Linked DNA regions of Ovis aries: region 2 is linked to region 1. Evidence: chromatin contacts called from public Hi-C data. All regions are on one chromosome and are shown on one strand. Each heading gives the region's core, a stretch centred on a gene start, on an enhancer-like site or on the middle of the called end of the contact. The rest is flanking DNA. Distances are from core to core; before and after follow the strand shown. Region 1 has its middle 23 kb from the start of TRNAS-GGA. Region 2 has its middle 45 kb from the start of NR1D2.

Region 1 (3,611 bases), core at 463-2,962:
AAAATCAGAAGAAGAATGCAGGGCTTTTCATAAGCCTGTGACAGCTTGGATTTTCCTCCCTAACAACATGGATGAATCAGAAGCCGCAAGTTTGCATTTGAGAAATATTTGTGGTGGTTAAGAAATACGTACTGTGCTTGTTATTATTATTACATTCCCATAAAAATAGAGTGTCCCTGGGAAGAGTGCAAAACAGCAAGGAGATGTCCAAGGTATCAAGTTCAACAATCCCACTGTCAAATGCTTATGCTTCCCTGTTCTGAGTTAGTGGAGAATTTGCATAATGCTCATTCTGTCAGCCCACTGCCTATGCTAAAGCCCACGTCTTGGCCCAAAGATGCCATACCTGTCCACCTATCCATCCCTTTTTTCCCCCTCCCTCACTCCCTCTATCCATTTCTTTCATGAAATATTTACTGAGGAGCTAATGCTGATCAGCCCCTGTGCCAGGTGCTAGGCAAACAAAAACAGTCCAGAGTATCTGTGCTTACAGTGCTTACCACCTTCGGGGGAGAGAACAGATATTAATCAAGTCAGTAATGCAGCTGAGCGTAGAGTGTAGAATTAGAGATATGCTAGTATTAATTCAATGGAAACTCTAGTGATGCTCTACAATATAAAGGAAAGACGAAAAGGCCGAATTTGACTTAAGGAAGTCTTAGAAGCGGTGAATGGGATGAGATTCTTAAAAGTGCTCACTGGGATGAGATGAAACAAATGAACAGGAGTGGCCCAGCTGGAATGGGGGGGGGCAACCCCCATGGGGAGGGGAAGGAGGCCGGCCCACACATGGGGGGTGGTGGAGGGGGAAGGCTGTTGCCGCAGAGGAGGGAGGTGGGAGAGGAAAAGTGGGGTGAAGTCTGTAGTGTTGAGAGCTCTCCAGAACGGACTGGCAGGCCAGCAGGGAAGAGGGGCTCAGGCACGTCTCAGCCTGGGCGGAATCTGATCTGAGTACAGATGAAACATGCCTGAACATGAATTTGATATCTCTGGGAGATAGTGGAGGACAGAGGAGCCTGGCGGGCTTCAGTCCACGGGGTTGCAAAGAGGTGGACACAACTCAGGGACCGAACAACAGGAGTCCCACCAACGGGGCAGGCGGACGTGCCCTGCGAGCACAGTGGAGCCACCTCCCACACTCACACGGCTGGCCCTGGATCCAGCTTCGGCTCCGAGGGGAGGCTGGTCACGTGAGTCCGCGCCAGAGCAACACCTCCAAACCACTGACGGTGCTGGCGAGGAACAGAGTGTGAAGAACCACGGCCTCCAGTGTTTCGAGATCTGATTGGTGAAATGAATGAAAACCCTCCGCGTGCACCGCTCTCTTTCCGGGCTTGGAGAGGTGTTCCTCCGCACAGAGCAGAGGAGGAGGGGAGGGGGGAAGGGCTTCTCCCAAGACGCAGGCCCGCAGATCGTGGCCAGGAAGGGTGGGGGCACCTGAAAAGGGCACCCACTGAGGCAGGCGACACCGCAGAGCCCACGGGGCCCCTCAGGCCGAGGCCCGGAGACTCGGAGACAGGAAGCGGATGAAGGGTCTGCTCTCTGTTAGCTCCCCTGGGAGGGCCTGGTTTCAGAACCAAAACAAACTTGGGAGAGTCAGACGGGGAGGAGAGAAAGAAACAAACAAGGAGGGTTTTACTTATGTTTCCTCCCAGCCGACAGTCTCAGCCCTAGACTCTGCCCCCTGAAGCTTCAGGGCGTCACCTCGCCTCTCCTGGGTTGGAGCTTTGTAGTCAGTATCACGTGGTCCATAACCTGCGCACACCAGCCTGGCTCCCAGGGAGACTGGAAGTGTGCGGGGCCGGCTCTTTTGCTTTTGTGTTGAATTGAGCATAGATGCATCACAGCTGTGACTACTGACAGCCCTGACCCCGGGTGAGACAGTTACGCACAGGAGGCACCCAGGCAGCCGGTCTGAGCCTGGAAGTGCCCAGCACAGAGGGGCTGAGGAAGCAGGGTGCAGGCACCCGTCCAGCTCACTCGGACTCTGGGGCCCCAGCTCTCCATCTCCCATGCCTTGTCTGGAGGCTGGCGTTGGAAAGAACCTCACCGGTCACTTGATTCATCCCTTTAGTTTTAGATGTGGAGGTGGAGGATGAAACGTCCTCCTGCCGCCTGTGAAACGTCCCAGAGCCCCTGGCTCCTAAGGTACCATGGCCCCCCGCTGATTCCTTCTTGCTCCAGTCCCAGGCTGCTCAGGGAGGGTGCAGTGACTCTGCCGTAAACACACACCAGAGATACGTCTTGCCTTGGACGACAGGACTGCACGGGCCTTGGGGCTCTTCTACTCAAAGACAAACTGACCGAGATGGATTTAGTCACCAGAAGCAAGAGCCAAGTGCCAGCCTGCTTTAAAATGGGGACAAGGGGCACATTTTGACAATAGCAAGGAAAGGAGTGTGGTCTCTAGGCCTAGAGCAAGAAAGTTAGTGCAAACAAGTGAAACGAAGGACAGTTAGTGCCCAGCCGCGAAGCTGACGGAAGCAGAAATGAGCTTGTTCTCAACAGCACGTGCCACTTTGATGGAAGAGCCACTATCACCTTAAGACCCCTGGGGGCCTTCGTTTTGATCGTTCAGTTCAGAGAGGATCCTCCTTTGAAAAGCAGACTTAACGGCAGCTTTGAGTCCAAGTTTTTCACAACAGAGCAGGGCTTGGCTTGCTTTCTTACCTTCCTGTTTAATTTATTTTGTGTAATTTTTTTTTTAAAGGAAACAAAAGCCTAATTCCTGGCAGCTATTTTCCATATCAGAGACTGTACTTTTTTTTTTTTTTTTAATGTATTAGCAAGTCTTGAGCATTTGAAGGAGAAGCTCTTCTATTTGCCTAAAGAAAGGTACAAAAGAATTCAGCTACATGTTTAAATGACTTGGTTAATTTTCAATAAGAAGTCCTTGGTTTTCATCTCTACAGATAAGCAGTGAAACGTGTGGGTATGCAAGTCTGAGATATCATTCATACACCATGTAAGTTACCTTTACAAAGTGCACAATTCCATGGATTATCGTATATTCATAGATATGTACACCACAGCCACTTTTAGAACATTCCTCTTTTTTTTCAACCTAGATGTTTATTTCTATGTTTCGGTCACTCAGCTTGCTGGAACTCAGTTCCCTGACTAGGCCATTGCAGTGGAAGCTCAGAATCCATGGGCTACCAGGGAACTCCCTAGAACATTTTCATCACGTCAAAAAGAGACTCGGACACCCCTTAGCTCACCCCTATTCCCCCTGCTCTAATCAACCACTAATCTCGTTCCTGTCTAGAGATTTGCCTACGTTGGACATTTCTCATAAATAGAATCATACAATATGTAGTTTTCCATGATCTGGGCAAGTTCTTGTTTAAATAATAACTTTGTCTGAATAGGAACATGGTGGGCAGGGGAGGAAATGAAGAAACAGTTCTCCCGGGGCACTTTTTGGGTGCACCCCTCTGCCCTGACCAGCCCGCCACCTGACTGGCGAGGCCGCCCTTGCTGGATGCACCAGCTGGACTCCTGACCTGTGGGGCTGGCAGGACTCCAGCCTGACTCTCCCACCAAGAAGCGAACGGGCCAGGCCTGCAGGCCCCGTGCTAGACCCTGAGAATAAGACGTAAACTGGCCTT
Region 2 (3,829 bases), core at 20-2,519, 230 kb before region 1:
CAGGAGGATTGCCTGGAGGAGGAAATGGCAGCCCACTCCCGTATTCTTGCCTGAAGAATCTCATGGACAGAGGAGCCTCGAGGGCTACAGAACATGGGGTCATGTAAGAGTTAGACAGGACCCAGAGACTAGACCAAAAGCTGAGGACAGGATGTTGGGTGCTGGGAAGGGATGTCAGGAAGCAGAAGCGAGGCGGAAGAGTCGGAGAGGCTGTGCTCAGGAGCTGGCCGCCCCCGGGCCAGCCGCCCCACCGTGGCGGCACCACCTGACAAGGCTATAGCGCTGTCCCCGCAAGGGGCGAGGAAGCTGGGGATTTATCCACTGATGCCATCTCTTTTGGTTGGGGGCTGCTCCTTAGGACTGAGCTTCTTCCCCCAGCCCAGGGAAAGCCCTTGGGCTGTGAGACAGAGCGGCCTGAGCCCCCACGGAGGGCCATGGCCAGCAACCCCCCGAACCGCCCACCCTCTGGAGCCAGAAGGGGCCGCGGGAAGAGCAGCAGCAGCGTCGGCCTCCAGGGTGACTTCCAGCTACAGAACAGACTGGCATCTGGAGTTCTTGGGGTGGTTTTAGTCTCCTTTGCAAATCCTTGGCATCCCTTCCATCGAGAGGTGGGGGCTCAGTGGATTCTTTCCCCAGAGTCCAGGCAGGCTTGTGACTGCTTTTGTCAGGAGACTAGAACAAAACTTGGCCTCTGTCCACCGGTGCCAAATAGAAACAGTTTGGGGTGAAGCAGGAAGAAACAGCTTTATCGCTTTATCAGGCAGAGCGGGCCACAGCAGGCCAATGCCCTCAAAACTAAGTGCCCCAACCCTAGAGGGGGTAGTGGAGAGTCGTGGTGTTCGAGGAGCAGGGTGTGGCCTTCTTGTGGATGCTCTTCTGACTGGCTGGTGATGATGCCATTGGGAGTCAGCATCATCAGGCTTCTGGTTCCGACCCGTCTGGGGTCTGCAGAACAGCTCAAAGGACATGGCTCGGAATATTACCCACAGCTCTTGGGGAAGAGCTAAAGCTCGTCGACTTTAGTCAATGGTTAAAGTATTATTAACTTGTCTTGCTTGACTGTTTTCCTTTCTTTCTGCATTTTCTCACTTCTCTGATTATTCTTTGACTGAAGCTTTCCTGCAGACAAAAGGCAGGTGGAGGACATGGGTGGAGAGAGAGGTCTATTCTGGGAAGTCCCCATAGGGGCCTGCTCAGTCACAATCTCTGTCATTTCCAAGATTACATCATCCAAAGCCGCGCCGCCTCTGCCCTGGCTGCGAGGATGCGTGCACTGGGGCTGTCCTGGGGCCGCCGCGAGGGAGAGGGGCCGTGGGGAGCTCTTCAGTCAACAGCCCCACTGAGTGCCCCTCTGATCTGCTGGCTAGGGTCAGCTGCTGGCTGTGTGGGTGGACCATCTTGGCTGTGTAACCCTGTTGTACCTGCAGATATCTGCAGTTTCAGCCAGTATCTGACTGCAGCCTCTTGTGGGACCCCCAGTAGAAACGTCCTCGTCAAGCTCTGCCTGAATTCCTGACCTACAGAAACTGGGAGCAAAATAAAATGATTATCGTTTTATACGCTGACATTTGAAGTACTTTGTGATGCCATAATAGTAAGTGGAATAATGCTTACGCGGCTCCTTTGGGGGCACAGCCTGTCCCTTCTCAGAGAAGGCTGTGGAAGCCGGGGGTGCACATTGGCAGGTGTTTCCAGCAGTACCATTAGCAGTCCTCCAGCTGCCTTCTGAAGAGGCGGCAATAATGGGAGGCAGTATTTTGAAAGGGGCTTTGTGAAGAGTCCAGTGGCGCCTTGCACTCACATGGTGCTTTTTCTCTCCTTACCATGGGATTCTCCAGTGTCATCCTATTCCATTCAGTTGCAGAGAGGGTTTATAGATTGTACTCTCTACTGCCTCGTAGAGAAGCCATTTCATTCTCTATCCAAAGCAGCTAGAATCAAGGACAAATGGGAAAGGAGCTCTAGAAGGGGAGGGACTGGTTTTACGAACATCTACTTTGTTTTAGAATCAGGGACAAAGGACAAAAAAGAAGGGGGAAGGACTGGCTTTACTAATTGGGAAATCCTTCCACCACATGACTGTCAAGCGTGGACAAACATTTAAGGACTGGAAGTTCCCTGTGGTTGCCAAGGGGGAGGCGTTGGGGGAGGAATGGATCCAGAGTTGGGACTAGCAGATGCAAATTATTATATATAGAATGAAAACCAGCAAGGTCCTACTATATAGCACACGGAGCTATATTCAATGTCGTGGGATAACCACGAAGGGAAATAATATAAAAAAGAATGTATATATATGTACAACTGAATCACTTTGCTGTACCGCAGAAATTAGCACAACATTGTAATCAACTATATTTCAATAATAATAATAACAAAAGAAACTGATGTGCAGTAAGGAGTCAAGAGTATGGTTTACAAATTCTGGGACTCTTTGAGGGACCAGGAGAAGAAAGTTCTCTAACATTTGAGCCTCAGAATCACTTGAGCCTTGAAATAGCTCCTACAGAGGAGAATGTCAGTGTCATACAATGTAATACCTATAACAAACAGGTTTAAATACATTCGACATGTAGGTTCCATATTGCTTGATAAGGCACTCGGATTTAGAAATAAAGGAGAAAACCCTTCAGAAAATATGATTTAATACATTATTAAAAAAATGTATTCAGTTCAGTCGCTCAGTCGTGTCTGACTCTTTGCGACCCCATGAATTGCAGCACGCCAGGACTCCCTGTCCATCACCAACTCCTGGAGTTCACTCAAACTCATGTCCATTGAGTCAGTGATGCCATCCAGCCATCTCATCCTCTGTCATCCCCTTCTCCTGCCCCCAATCCCTCCCAGCATCAGGGTCTTCTAATGAGTCAACTCTTCGCATGAGGTGGCCAAAGTATTGGAGTTTCAGTTTTAGCATCAGTCCTTCCAATGTACACCCAGGACTGTTCTCCTTTAGAATGGAAAAAAAAAAACACCCAAAAACAAAACCCCAAACCCCCACATTACAGCAAATGCTTGCTGGGGCACGTGCCTTAGTGAGATTATAAACAAACAGATCATTTGCCTCGTGAGATGATACATCTTCAGCATCCCAGCTGTGGGATAGGAATGTCTGGTTAGCTTACTTGGGAATATAACTACCAGGAGACAAAACCTGCACAGAATATACTATGGACGAGTGCACTGAGATAGCAGGACTCTGGAGAGGAGCGTCACTCTATAACAAGATACCATAGTCTGGCTTGGAAACTGAAAGTGCAAGTTAGTCGCTCAGTCGTGTCTGACTCTGTGACCCCATGGCCTGTAGCCTTCCAGGCTCCTCTGTCCACGGAATTCTCCAGGCAAGAATCCTGGAGTGGGTTGCCATTTCCTTGTCCAGGGGATCTTGCCGACCCAGGGATTAAACCTGGGTCTCCTGCACTGCAGGCAGATTCTTTGCTGTTTGCACCACCAGGAAAGCCCTATACACTGGCTTAAACAACAGAATTGTATTTCTCACAGTCCAGAGGCTGGGAGGTCTGAGATCAGAGTGTGTGCATAGTTGGGTTCTGATGAGTGCCCCACTATCTGGCCTGTAGACACTGGTTTATGTTAATTGGGGAATGAGAAGTATTTTGAATGTTTAGGGGGACATGGTAACACATTTCAAATATTTAGATGGTGAAGAACAGGGAAGCATGGTGGGCTGCAGTCCATGGGGTCGCAAAGAGCCAGACAGGACTGAGTGACTGAACAATAACCCTCGTGAAAAAGGAAGGGGCTTCCACAATGGCTCAACGAGTGAAGAATCTGCCTGCAATCCAGCAGACAAAGGAGATGCAGGTTCGAT

Evidence for each region. A called contact is a pair of places that touch in the nucleus more often than the background predicts.
Region 2: a Hi-C map of liver shows a contact between it and region 1, with 3 times the contacts expected there. The contact joins two enhancer-like sites. A contact is called at or near these places in 3 of 16 Hi-C or Micro-C datasets (liver, skin fibroblasts and tail adipose tissue).

Annotation. Positions count from the first base shown.
Region 1 is chr26:41,068,487-41,072,097 of ARS-UI_Ramb_v3.0, reverse strand. No RefSeq gene overlaps it. Among named protein-coding and RNA genes, the nearest start is that of TRNAS-GGA, 23 kb to the left of the region's middle. Within about 2 kb of position 1,712, at least 12 of the 54 cell types and tissues checked have an H3K27ac peak or open chromatin away from gene starts, as enhancers often do. A contact at or near this core is called in liver, where this site is marked.
Region 2 is chr26:41,293,026-41,296,854 of ARS-UI_Ramb_v3.0, reverse strand. No RefSeq gene overlaps it. Among named protein-coding and RNA genes, the nearest start is that of NR1D2, 45 kb to the left of the region's middle. Within about 2 kb of position 1,269, at least 4 of the 54 cell types and tissues checked have an H3K27ac peak or open chromatin away from gene starts, as enhancers often do. A contact at or near this core is called in liver, where this site is marked.